4 separate regions of the Mus musculus genome follow, and all the other regions are linked to region 2. Evidence: chromatin contacts called from public HiChIP or PLAC-seq and Micro-C data. All regions are on one chromosome and are shown on one strand. Each heading gives the region's core, a stretch centred on a gene start, on an enhancer-like site or on the middle of the called end of the contact. The rest is flanking DNA. Distances are from core to core; before and after follow the strand shown. Region 1 holds the start of Ttn (titin). Region 2 holds the start of Ccdc141 (coiled-coil domain containing 141). Region 3 overlaps Ccdc141 (coiled-coil domain containing 141). Region 4 has its middle 13 kb from the start of Gm35317.

The links. Hi-C and Micro-C count contacts between places; a contact is called where the count stands out from the background. HiChIP or PLAC-seq counts read pairs in DNA pulled down with a chosen protein or histone mark.
Region 1: a contact with region 2 is called in a Micro-C map of muscle stem cells, with 5 times the contacts expected there. The contact joins the promoter of Ttn here to the promoter of Ccdc141 in region 2. A contact is called at or near these places in 13 of 39 promoter capture datasets (the 3T3-L1 cell line, 3T3-L1-derived adipocytes, cranial neural crest and 6 more), 6 of 484 Hi-C or Micro-C datasets (the HL-1 cell line, cardiomyocytes, embryonic stem cells and 1 more), 2 of 115 datasets of contacts at active chromatin or transcription factors (astrocytes and embryonic stem cells) and 3 of 9 other capture datasets (adipose tissue, embryonic stem cells and liver).
Region 3: a contact with region 2 is called in a Micro-C map of muscle stem cells, with 5 times the contacts expected there. The contact joins the enhancer-like site here to the promoter of Ccdc141 in region 2. A contact is called at or near these places in 2 of 39 promoter capture datasets (the 3T3-L1 cell line and liver), 2 of 484 Hi-C or Micro-C datasets (muscle stem cells and nephron progenitors) and 3 of 9 other capture datasets (adipose tissue, liver and pancreatic islet).
Region 4: a contact with region 2 is called in an H3K27ac HiChIP or PLAC-seq map of embryonic stem cells, with 9 read pairs. The contact joins the enhancer-like site here to the promoter of Ccdc141 in region 2. A contact is called at or near these places in 3 of 39 promoter capture datasets (the 3T3-L1 cell line and hippocampal neurons), 1 of 15 datasets of contacts at CTCF or cohesin (stem cell-derived epiblast-like cells), 11 of 484 Hi-C or Micro-C datasets (the BV-2 cell line, bone marrow-derived macrophages, cerebral cortex and 4 more), 7 of 115 datasets of contacts at active chromatin or transcription factors (the SCID.adh cell line, cardiomyocytes, embryonic stem cells and 1 more) and 2 of 9 other capture datasets (embryonic stem cells and macrophages).

Annotation. Positions count from the first base shown.
Region 1 is chr2:76,981,072-76,983,920 of GRCm38.p6, reverse strand. It overlaps Ttn (titin), which reads left to right and starts at 1,374. Exons shown (of 313, transcript NM_011652.3): 1 at 1,374-1,583.
Region 2 is chr2:77,169,104-77,172,011 of GRCm38.p6, reverse strand. Ccdc141 (coiled-coil domain containing 141) reads left to right here and starts at 1,377. Exons shown (of 24, transcript NM_001025576.3): 1 at 1,377-1,627. The coding sequence starts at 1,526.
Region 3 is chr2:77,019,553-77,022,252 of GRCm38.p6, reverse strand. It overlaps Ccdc141 (coiled-coil domain containing 141), which reads left to right. Exons shown (of 24, transcript NM_001025576.3): 22 at 2,224-2,340. Among named protein-coding and RNA genes, the nearest start is that of Ttn, 38 kb to the right of the region's middle. Within about 2 kb of position 1,387, at least 5 of the 459 cell types and tissues checked have an H3K27ac peak or open chromatin away from gene starts, as enhancers often do. A contact at or near this core is called in muscle stem cells, where this site is marked.
Region 4 is chr2:77,335,606-77,338,305 of GRCm38.p6, reverse strand. It overlaps the pseudogene Gm13649. Among named protein-coding and RNA genes, the nearest start is that of Gm35317, 13 kb to the right of the region's middle. Within about 2 kb of position 1,300, at least 22 of the 459 cell types and tissues checked have an H3K27ac peak or open chromatin away from gene starts, as enhancers often do. A contact at or near this core is called in embryonic stem cells, stem cell-derived epiblast-like cells and trophoblast stem cells, where this site is marked.

The sequences.
Region 1 (2,849 bases), core at 125-2,624, 190 kb after region 2:
GGTTGGGAGTCACTGTCAAGATACACAACATGAAACTGGCCATTTGGGAAGAAAGGGATGAAACTGAGTGATAGCAGACACCGGCTGGTGGGGGTTGGGCATGGCGGCTCCAGCCAGACAGCAGCACTTAGGTAAAGGAGATAGCTGTTTAAATAAGGACACGGTGGTGTCAGCTTCTTATCAGAGCTTCACGGAGCCAGTTGCTGGTAAATTGAAGCTGTTAAATGTTAATGAACTATCACTATATAGGTAGCCAGGAGACTGAAAAGGCTCAAAAAGTTCAAAGTCTACTGCAAGGCCAATTTATCCCACAACAGGGAACATTTTTATTACAAACATAAGGAAATTTGTTTTAAAATTTAATTTTTTAAAGTCTGTTTTATTGATAGAAGTGTCTTTCCTTTATCAATGAGTCAATTTTCTTTGCTCTGAGCAGAATTTTACAAATCCCTGGGTTGAGCCACAACAAAGGCCATTTGATATGATCTTTTGTATTTGAACTATCTCTGGCTTAAAATTAAATTCACTCCTAAAATAGTAAGTATATCATGCCCTAAACACTTCCCATTAGTGACAGCAAGCTGCAGAGATTAGAAGCACACCCTGTACTAATCTTACACCAAGTAAAAGAACCCTATGGCTGGTTTAAACTCAGACTTCACCACTCAGCAAGGCAGCCCATGGGTATTGGTAAATACTACTGGCAGGCAAAAATGAACTCTAACCAGAGCAGACATTGTCCCACACAGACTATACCGAAGCCTTAAGCAGACTTTGCCTTTGGGTGTTATTTCCTGCAAGGCTGGGGTACACATAACTCACTGACATTGGCATAGCTATTCTATAGAACAAACAGGACAAATGGATTCTCTTCAAATGCTACGTTTATCGAAACTGAGTCTTCAGAGAAGATGAAACCTATGTGTGATATAAATTACTTCATCAGCTGTCATGATTGACAGGCCCATTTGGTTGGGTTTAGAGGGTAGGGAACAGAAGTGGAGCCTGACTCACAGGGCACGGGGCTCAAGTTCAGGATTGTTTTAGATCTACAAATGTCCACAAGTTTTATCCTTTGTCACATTCTGGCCTCCGTTCCACCTGGGTAGAGTTTTCACGTTTGCAGCAACCACTCTTGTCTCTGAGTCCCAGTGAGGTCGATTTTAAAATACAATTCTATTTCCTCGGTAAAGCCTCTTCTGAAAGGCTAAATTTAGCACTGCCAATCAGAGGAACAGGTGGTCTGTGATACTCCCAAATAGGTCCTCTCCCATCATGCCTTCCTAACAGAGCCAATCACAGAGCCGGGCTGTAAGGATGTTGGGCTGTCAGCAGATCTGGGGAATATAAGGGCCGGCCAGCCCCTGGCTCTGGAGCAGTCGCGCATTCCCACCTCGCCTCGGGTGTAGGGATTGCATAGGAAACAAAACCACACAGTCAAGACTGTGTGGTTTTGTTTGGAGGGTTAGAGGCTCACCGATTCATGTCGGAGATGGTTGGAAAAACCAACTCTACGTAGGACGTCGTTTCAGAAGCAAACTTGGGCTTGGTCCCACCCTTTTTGGGCACTCCTGAGAAATCAGGTGAGTGAGAACCAGCTTGTTTGATCCCTGGAGCTCTTTCTGATTGGTTACTATTGGATGCTCTGAACAATGAATGCCTTCTGTTAAAGGTTTCATCTTGCTGACCTACAGTGTGAATCTGTGTTTTAAATTTGGTTTTGAAATGTACATTTTCCAGAGAGAAAGAAAGGGAAAGAAAAGAAAAGAAGAAAAGAAAAAAGAAAAGAATCAAGTGCTGAAGCGATAGTCAACCATTCTGATTTTTAAAATGTATGGGATGTCCTAGAACCAGGAGTCTGAAATGGGGACATGAATGTTTGCTTCCTTAGTAAACGTGTCTGCTGAGAATGTACAAGGTTATGTGACCCGTTGATAAAGCAAGGCAGACCAAGAATAGCTCAGAGAAAACCCATGTGGCATCAGCTGCACCCAATGACTTTTTAAGGGAATCCACTGCTGAGGTATCTGTTGCGGACGGTGGCAGAACACTTGTCTGCTGTCAGTCAAGCTGGACGGTTTATTTTGGGAGTGTGACATTTCAGATGCATGCCTTCAGCCTTAGGCCTCTGAGAAACAAGTGCTCACAGAAACAAATTTAGTCTTCCTAGACAATAAGAATATCAAACCCAGCTAGGCCACTTAATTCTCAACATTTTATAAGTTTGAATGAAGCTATAGAATTGCTTTCTAGAAGATTCCAGATCTCATTATGCATTTTAATTTAACCCACAATCCAATTATATGGTGTGAGATAATGTTAATGCTAAAAAGGGTAAGAAATAAAGGATTCTTAATTTCTAAATACACTTTGATTCCCTATCTTCCTGGGATTAGATTACAAATTGTAAATGCCCATTATTAGATAAATACTTAATTATACATGGTTTATCTAAGGAGATAGCTAATTTTTTTTGAAGATACACTGGCTTACAGACAGGAAAAATTAGGCATAAAATGTGTTCATCTGAAAGATAATGTGAAAGAAGCAAGAGTTTCTGAGAAATGTTTCCTGAAAACTTTTGGATAACATCTGGATTTTTATGGGGTATGAATTTTGTCTCAAAAAAAATTGAGTTATAGGACTAAGAAGAGTATTGCACTGTAACATTTAGTGAACAAAGAATGTTGTGAAAGATAAAAATGAGGCAATTGACAATTCAGAGCCTGCCCTTTAATGTCAGAACACTGGTTTGCTTCAAGGTGACTACTTAGTTATTTATGCATAAGAATTTTCTTACATAATCTCCAAAAATGGTAGATGAAATACTTTCTTTCACTTACAAAGGG
Region 2 (2,908 bases), core at 128-2,627:
GCTGCTGCCGTCGCGGTGTTAGGTGAAGTCTGTTCAATCTAGGAGCAGGGATCTTGGTGTGTTTCCCATCTCATCAGAGAGGCAGGCAGATGCTGAAAAGCAGAAGCGCCGGTCCAAGGGTGTACAGTATGCAGAGCAGCCAGGGAAAGAAGAGCAATTGCTGACACCCACGTACGTGTGCGTGTGCACGCATTCGCCCACATTTCAACTCAACAATGTTTTCATAAGCCTTAGCATAAGAAATCAGTGGCACTGCTTACGCAGCCCCCGCCTTGTCGGCCCAGGGTCTAACGTGCTTTTACTCAGAGCTAAGGGGGGCTACACAGGGAGTGGGTTCCTTTGGCTCCGTTTATGGCTCCGTCCTCGGGTTTATCTTTCATCCCAGGGCTCTCCAGTGGTTTCATCAGATTTGGAGTTAGTGTCTCTGATGTGTTTGCCTCTGACCTCTGACCTAAACTTCAGTGGTGTTATTTTCAGCTGTTCTTTGACAGGGCTCCAACAGCTGCTGCTTAATACCACAGACAACTTCTGACAGAGGCAGAGCTTCTAGCAATAGGATTAATCTGTGAGCCTCACTCTGATTTGAAGCTAGTTGAAAATTTTTTTTTCTCCAGGTAGAAATGGGGATTTACAAAGAAAGAGAGGTGGGGGGCGGGGGGAGCCAGAACAGTCTAGGAGGCTAAACAAAGCAGAGCCAAAAACAAACAAAAAAGAAACAAAATGTTCACTACAAAGAAAACACATTTCTTAGAGTTAACAAGAAGCATGGAAGTGCTGAGCTTTCTCACAGCTGTTTGCTGGCTGAATTGGAAAATACTGTTCAGAAAACAGTCACAGAGAAATCCCAGGAAGATGTGTAGTTCTTGATAAATCCTGGGTGAGTTGTTTTAAAAATACTTAACTCCTCAAATAAATACCAGAAAGAGAGACAGAGAGAGACAGAGAGAGAGAGAGAGAGAGAGAGAGAGAGAGAGAGAGTCATTTTTAGTAGTTTTCTTTGCACGAAGAAGACTTGAAAAGACTGATATCCAGGTCAGTGACTTTCTGGTTGCAAAGTCCATAGCTACAACTGTTTAGTTTCGATGGCAAAACTAATTTGGGTTGTCAGGATGTAGTTTTTTTTTGTTTTTTTTTTTTCCATTAGCTATCAGACATCAGCTGATAGGCAAAGAGCTCAAAGCTGTCCCTCGAGTTTCAGATAATGGTTCAAATAACTGGCACTTTCTGTTACCATACTAGGGGGGTGGTGCTCTGTCTCTGTGTCTCTCTCTCCATCTCCCTCCCTCCCCCCCCCCCCCCCCCCGCGAGTGTAACTCTCTCTCCCCTTTCCCCCTCCCTCTCGATAAGCTCAATGGGGCTGTCTATTTTTAACTTCCTGTTCTTTCCTTTTGGCCGGGCAATCAGTGTGAACAGAGGCGCGTTCCCTGAAAGAGTCCCGGTAGCCTCGTGGAAGCCTTCTGACATGACCAGCAGACAGCATCACTACCAAGGCTGCTCGGGGTTTAAGCCCTGCTTCTAAAGTGCCATGTCCTGCAAAGAAAGTCCCCATGTGGGTGCTTCCACCACCACTGTCAGCTCTGTAGCCGTGCACGCTGGGGACTCCAAGATCGTGATCGCCGTTGTCAAGGTAAACTCACAGCTTGCTTTCCTCTGTGTGGCTGGGGGGCTCTTGGCGGAATGGCTGAGAGCACGGGAGGATAATGCAGAGCAGATGACAAATAACAAGTGATCTTCGCCACTTAAATCCGTGACAGAGGACTGCTAAGTTCCAACAAGTTGGCAGCTGCTTTTCAGGGTAAAACGCCTCTAGAGCGCCTTCCAACAAACTTTACTGTGTACTTTCAGTTTGGTCCTTACAGGCGAGGCGCATGTGATGAAGGTTGAGGAATTCCAGGAGAGTTGGGTGGCCAGGACAGTGCCTGAGATTTCTGAGTGGCTGTGATGGAGAATGGGGAGGCAGGTCAGAGTGGGGCACTGTCCTGAGCTTGAGAGAACTGGATGCACCAGAAGCCTCCCAGAACCGGTTTTCACTGGTAAAGGCAACGCTAAATACTTCTCCCACTGTAGGGGGATGGAGACTGCCACAGACTACTTATTAAACTGCCTCTCCCTCTTGAGAAAAGGAAAGTGCAGTGACTCGGGCCTTAACTGTGTGTTTTATGTCTAATTGTTTTATGTCTAATTGTGCAAAGATGGCCACACATTATTTTGGGTTGTACGAGGCTCCCATGATTTTTTTTTTTTCCTCTGACTGAAATCATCATGAAAGATCCTCTGGACTATAAGCTTGCTCTTTAGACACTATGCCACCCAAATAATTCAGGTTTAATGAAAGCAAACCTGGTAAAACAAAACGACAAACAAACAAATACCTGGCTACAAGGCCTATTGGATTTACATGCTGCAAAATTGTATAGTAGCATGAAGCTGTGTAGGAGAAAAGCCGAGCTTGACATTGAGCAAAGCAATTCTCTGAAGAGGCATGGAATGCAGGGTCCTGCTCAAGGCCTTAGCTGGGTGGGGGTGGGGGTGGGGGGTTCTCAGTACTGGGAGACTTCTGCACAACAAATAGGACTTCAGCTCCACTCCCCATCCTGTCCTCAGCAGAGGTGTGAGTGGGAATGACAAGGACCATGGCTTCCCCAGTGCAATCAGGTCACTTGCACACGATTTAAAGACGCTTTGGGCAACATGTAGATTCCAGCAGGGATGGAAGAGAAGCAAATCTAGGACTTTTTTGTTTTTTAGTAAACATTACTTTTTCTCAAACTTAAAACATTCATAGAGTAGACGGAGTCACAATACTTAAACAACAACCTATGAGATAGTCAGAGGTACAACGAACATACAAACTTTAACAACAATATAGAAAAGTCTTTTAAGCTGGATTCTGTTTCTCAGAAAAACC
Region 3 (2,700 bases), core at 138-2,637, 150 kb after region 2:
ATATCCTAGATTATCTTTGTGAACATCTTACCTCTATTTCAACTCCCTGGGTTCCTGTTTTTTTTTTTTTTCCATTTCATACATGTATAAAATGAAAATCCTCCTTTCTCAGACTCTGCTGGCCATCATCTATAGTACCCTCCTTTATATTGGACATCTTCAGCTTAATGAAATCTAGTCTCTTCAAATGTGATTCTTTTCCATCCTTCATTTCCATAGCTCCGTTCTTGGAAGAGCTGCTCCTGTAACCTGCCTCTACTCTCTCATTTTCTATGCCTTGGACACTCCCTTCAATTAGGATTATTTTGCTATTTTGCATTTCCAATCCAGCATTCAGATACTCTTTTATTCTACTTGCAAGTCCCTTGATTCTATATCTGGTGTGATTCCCCTTTCTGAATATTGCTGGGCTCATGTCCTTTTATGTTAAAAGCCTTCACTACACGACCCTTCCATGGTTTTGAGACTTGACACATTCTCCATTGCTTCTAGATTCATTGCAGTTCCTGTCTAACCTTCCTTAGTGTTTCTACTACTTGACTTTTACTTCAAGTGCATGACCCTCTAGTTATCAAAATGTTATCCATACCCAAAGTTAAATAGAAATATCCCTTTTTCTACACAAATCTCCCTTACTCCTCCCTTGTTACTCACCGATCACTAGTGATCTTTCTCATTCGCCTTAGTCTGTTCTGGCTGCTAGATTAAGTACTATAGTCCTGGTGGTGGATAAGCAAGAGAAATGTGTTTCTCACCGTTCCAGAGGTTAGTAAGTCTGAAGTCAAGATGAAGGTGGTTTAACCATTGGAGTTTCTGCTTCTCTGTAGTTACTTCATTCACATTTATGAGGTCTGAGTGCAAAGGGTCTCTTAAATCTCTTTTTCAAATTCACTAATGCATTCCTGAGGGCCCCAACTCTTCTTACATGGGAGCTGTTAAAGAGAGGATTCACAAACTGAAAAGGATAAAATAGTTATGAAAATTCATTGCTGTTTGTGTACCAGTTTGACATGTTAAAAAGGCTTGCATACTTATCATCTCTGGTGATTTTCAAGGAACCTTGAGATGGAGAGAATACCTTTGTTGTTTGATACTTTTTGGTTTCCAGTTTTGTTTGTTTGTTTATAAGACAGAGTTGTCACTATATAACCCTTGGCTGTCTTGGAACTCATTATGTAGGCTAAGCTAACTTCAAACTCAGAGATCCAAGTGCTTCTGCCTCCCTAGGCTGAGGATTAAAAGTGTGTTCTACGAGGGTTGCTTTCTGTCTTCCAGGAGAAAGATATGGGTCCAAGGAGATTAGAAGTGCTGTCCCTGAGTCTTCACAGCCACTGATAGTAGATCTGGAATTTGAAGTTACATCTAATTTAACACCCAGAATTCTTTCCACAACAGCTGCCATTGTGGTTTAGATTCCAAGTGTGTATTAGTGCCGAGTGACTCATGCAGTAATACAAACCAGTTTCATTTTAGAGTAGAGATTCAAAGCTCAATTTCCCCAGTAGGTTCTCCCAAATTCTCTGAGCAAGTGTAATATGCACTTTGGGGAATGTGCCTGTTTCCATAACCATCTAACACCATGATGAACACACAACAATCTTCTACTATAATACAAACATTGTTTGCAGCCATGTCTACCAACACTTGATGCACCTGTGCCTCCATTTCTCTCCACAAATACTTGGCCCTCAACCTGCCCCCCTGCCAGTGTGTAAAGCTCCACTACCTCTGACTAAAGCTGAGCCCCATAAAATGCAGGAACGAGTAATACTCGCAGGAGACAGCCTGTGTTCCCCACTGTTCTATTTCCTTCCTCTTTCCGATATTCTCCCAGTCTGCGTGTGTGGATTCCCAGGCTTTCCTCTTCATTCTCCTCCAGAGACCTCAGCATGTCTTCCTCATTGATGCCCTTCAGCCTCCTAGTGGCTTAAAGTGTCCTACACAGTGATTCCATCTCCAGAGAATGTGCTTGCAGGAACATCCTACGGTAACAGTCACTTCATTCTTTACAGGGCCTTGGAACCATTGGTTTTACTGGCAATGAGCTCTACTAAAGGGCTGAGCAAGAAGAGAGCTGGGAGCTTGAAGTGGAACATTGGTCTCTTGTGGAATGCATTTACTGAAAAGTTGCTGTTGGCTTACTTTTTTTTCTGGGTGGTTAGCATATGGCATTATTTCTCTAATTTTTCTAGCTCTCACTCTCACTAAACTTGCTTTGTACAGCAGGGAGAGGTTCCAAAGATGAATTCAGATTTGGAAGATTTCCATGACAATTGCATTGATCTGCTAAAGGGGCCAGGGAAGGATGACCAGAAAACATTCAGTGAAGAAAGGAATGAGGTAATGAAAGTATTTAGCTTCAACCTTCTGTTATTTTGTCTTTGAGATTTGTATATCTATATCAACTCTGTCTCACCCATCAAATCAAGTTTTTGAATATAAACTCACTGTGAGTTTCCTCATCCCGGCCATGCTAGCTACCCTTACTTGGTCATTCTCTCTCAGGTTTCTCTCTGGGTCCCCTCTACTGAATCCTAGAGCGATAAGCATCTCACAGACACATTAGCTTAGGCTAGCTCTACTCTCCCATCTCTTGCCTAATGACCTTTGCATCAATCTTATTTCATTTTATTTGAAAACCTGTTAGAGCATTACCAAAGGGGAAGCTTTTAAAATTGTTTTACATGAACCATGAGGAAA
Region 4 (2,700 bases), core at 51-2,550, 170 kb before region 2:
GATGATGTTAAGGAAGGAGATAAAGAGATTATGGGAGTGGTGATTGCAGGGCAAGATCCCACCCAGCTATGCTTACAAAGGCAGGTAGATTCCTGAGTTCAAGGTCATCCTGGGACAGAAGGAGTTGAGATCAAGACCCAGGCAAGGTAGGAATGGTAATTTCAGGTGTTTTTGGTCTCTTTCTGGAGTCACAGGATGCTGATTCATGGGATAATCAAAAGGGAACGTGGGGTAGTGGCTGAATTAATGTATAAATAAAAAGACTGGGCTTTTGATATGCAAATGTTGAGCTATTCAGAGAAGTTTTAGAATAACAAGAAAGCTGTGTAAGCAGACTGACTGAGATAAGCTGTTGGCTTGGACCCTTGATTTTACTTCAAGTCATTTATTTCACCACTCTCAAGCATTCCTTCCTCAAGATCATGACTTAGCCAAGGGTGGACCTTGGCAAAGGAGTCCCTGCTTGGAGATTTCCAGAACACTTAGACACCTGTTGGACGTGCAACAGTGCCCTGGAATGAGAGCCTAAATGATGGCTGGCCTTCATGAAAGGTCATATGAACTATGGGAAGTTTGTAGATACTCAACTTGCACTTTAATTCATACCCACTGAAACGCCTGTGGGTGCAAATAGCAAAAACTAACCCATATCTGGGATTTGGGGTTCAAAATGCTAAAATCCTGATGAATGGGGAAGGCACAAGTCTCTTTCAAGTCATAAACTCTTAAAAGGCAATCCTTTGAGTCTGTTTCCTGTGAGACACCAGAATGGCATCTGGCATCACAAGATGGTTGCAGCTGCTCTAAGGCCACATGGTTCAAATTCACTTCCAAAGGAGAGAGGCAGACTCCTCCCACTTAGCGTCCAAGGACAGTTCTAGTGACAGTTACTAGTCCGAGTGACTGGACTACCATGCCTGATCTGGGTTCACCCTGGCAGGGTATAGGGGAATGAGGGGAAGTAGTGAGGATGTTTGGTAGATAATGTTGCAGACCTTTACTAAACCTAGCTACATCTCAGAATTTAGACATCAGGAACAGTTTAAGTCAAAAAAAAAAAAAAAAATCAACTGCCCAAAACAACCTAATTATAATTTTCTTTCCATTAGCTGTTATATAATAAAATTATTTTCAAATTATCCGTATCATTTTCTCAGAGCTAAGAGTTAGTCAGATTCATTTAACCTGTATCAATATTACTATGTAGCCTCCCCCCAGCCTTGAGCAGGCTGTCTCAGACCTGTTCGGCTGCTGTGAATAAGACCACCTAGGGTGGAGTCTTCACACCTAGATAGGTCTATTGTTCTGCCACCTCTGCTCTTTTCTCCAAGACACCTGATACCTGCTAAGAGGCTGAACCTGTTCTCCTGACACTATCCTTATGTGGTGGGGGATGGGATTCCACCACCCCACCCCCCTTATAAGCTCAGACTCTTAAGTAAACTTTGGGTCTTGATCAGTATCTTTGTCTTGGTCTCATTATTCCTCTCGCCATTTTCTCTCATGCAGCCCCAGCCTCCCTCTCAGGAGCCTGGTTCCTGTGGCTGTGGGCAGCTAAAGTACTGTATTGGTGCTGCTTAGAGATAAGGTCTGAGATCTAGCCCAACCTAGTCCAGAATTTAGATAGTTTTTGCCACAGCCTAAGGACAATGCTTTTGTTTTATTTTTTTTTGAAAGAAAAGCGATTTTATTAAAAAGTAAGAAAATATTAACTGTAACATACAAATGTGTAAAAATAAGAATATTTGCGAGTAGTGTGGGAAGTTCTGTTTTAGACAAATTTTCAGTTACTCGGGAGCTAAAATGCTGTAGTGAACTAGAGTTGTTTAATTGGCATTTTAGAGACTAAGCATATTTTCTGTCTGTACTGTCCCATTGGAAGTAGCTATGGTCACCATGGACCTGGGGAATCTTGAAGCTACTGAGATGAGCACAGAATTTTCATTTTTCTTTTATTCTAAGGAATTCAAACTTTTATATAAAGTGCTATTTGGCACTAGTGTCTACCCAACACAATGTATAAAGAATGCTTTGTTTTTCAAATTTCTTCTTAAAACTAATCTTTTTTAATGATAGAAAAAGGAGAGGTCCAGAGTTATGGACTCATTGAAAGAACTTCAACATCCAACCACAGCAGCACTTCCTGTGTTCCGTGGGTTTTTAGTTTTATACCATGGTACCTGTCATGAGGAGGCCATATTGATCCTACAACATCCCTGAAGATTAAAAGAGAAATTAAGAAAATGTATTGGTACATTTTCAAATAAATATGGAGTCATTATTTATCTAGCAAAAAAAAAAAAAAAAAATCAACAAAAGGGAGATGGGACCAGAGCACAGGTTAGTCCATCCAGGCATTCAGCGTCCTGGTGGTAATCTTGTCTTTCTCAATGATACCCATGCCTGACACAGCATCCCGGTCCACTGCATTCAGCATGGCCTGAAAAATGGTTTCAGATAGGTGTTCTGGATCCATGTTGGGCTCCCAGAGAGACTAACACATCCCATACATTTGTTCAGAGCAGGTACCACTGACTACGAAGTCATCAGTCACCATGGGACAGTCAATGAGGTCCAGAGAGCAAATGAAGGGCTTAAAAGTCTTTGGGTCCAGGCCAGCAGTGACAGGCTCTGTGTAGTAGGTACCAAACCGCTTCTCATACAGGAGGTTGGCTACCCATGCTCATGAGGGTGTAAGGC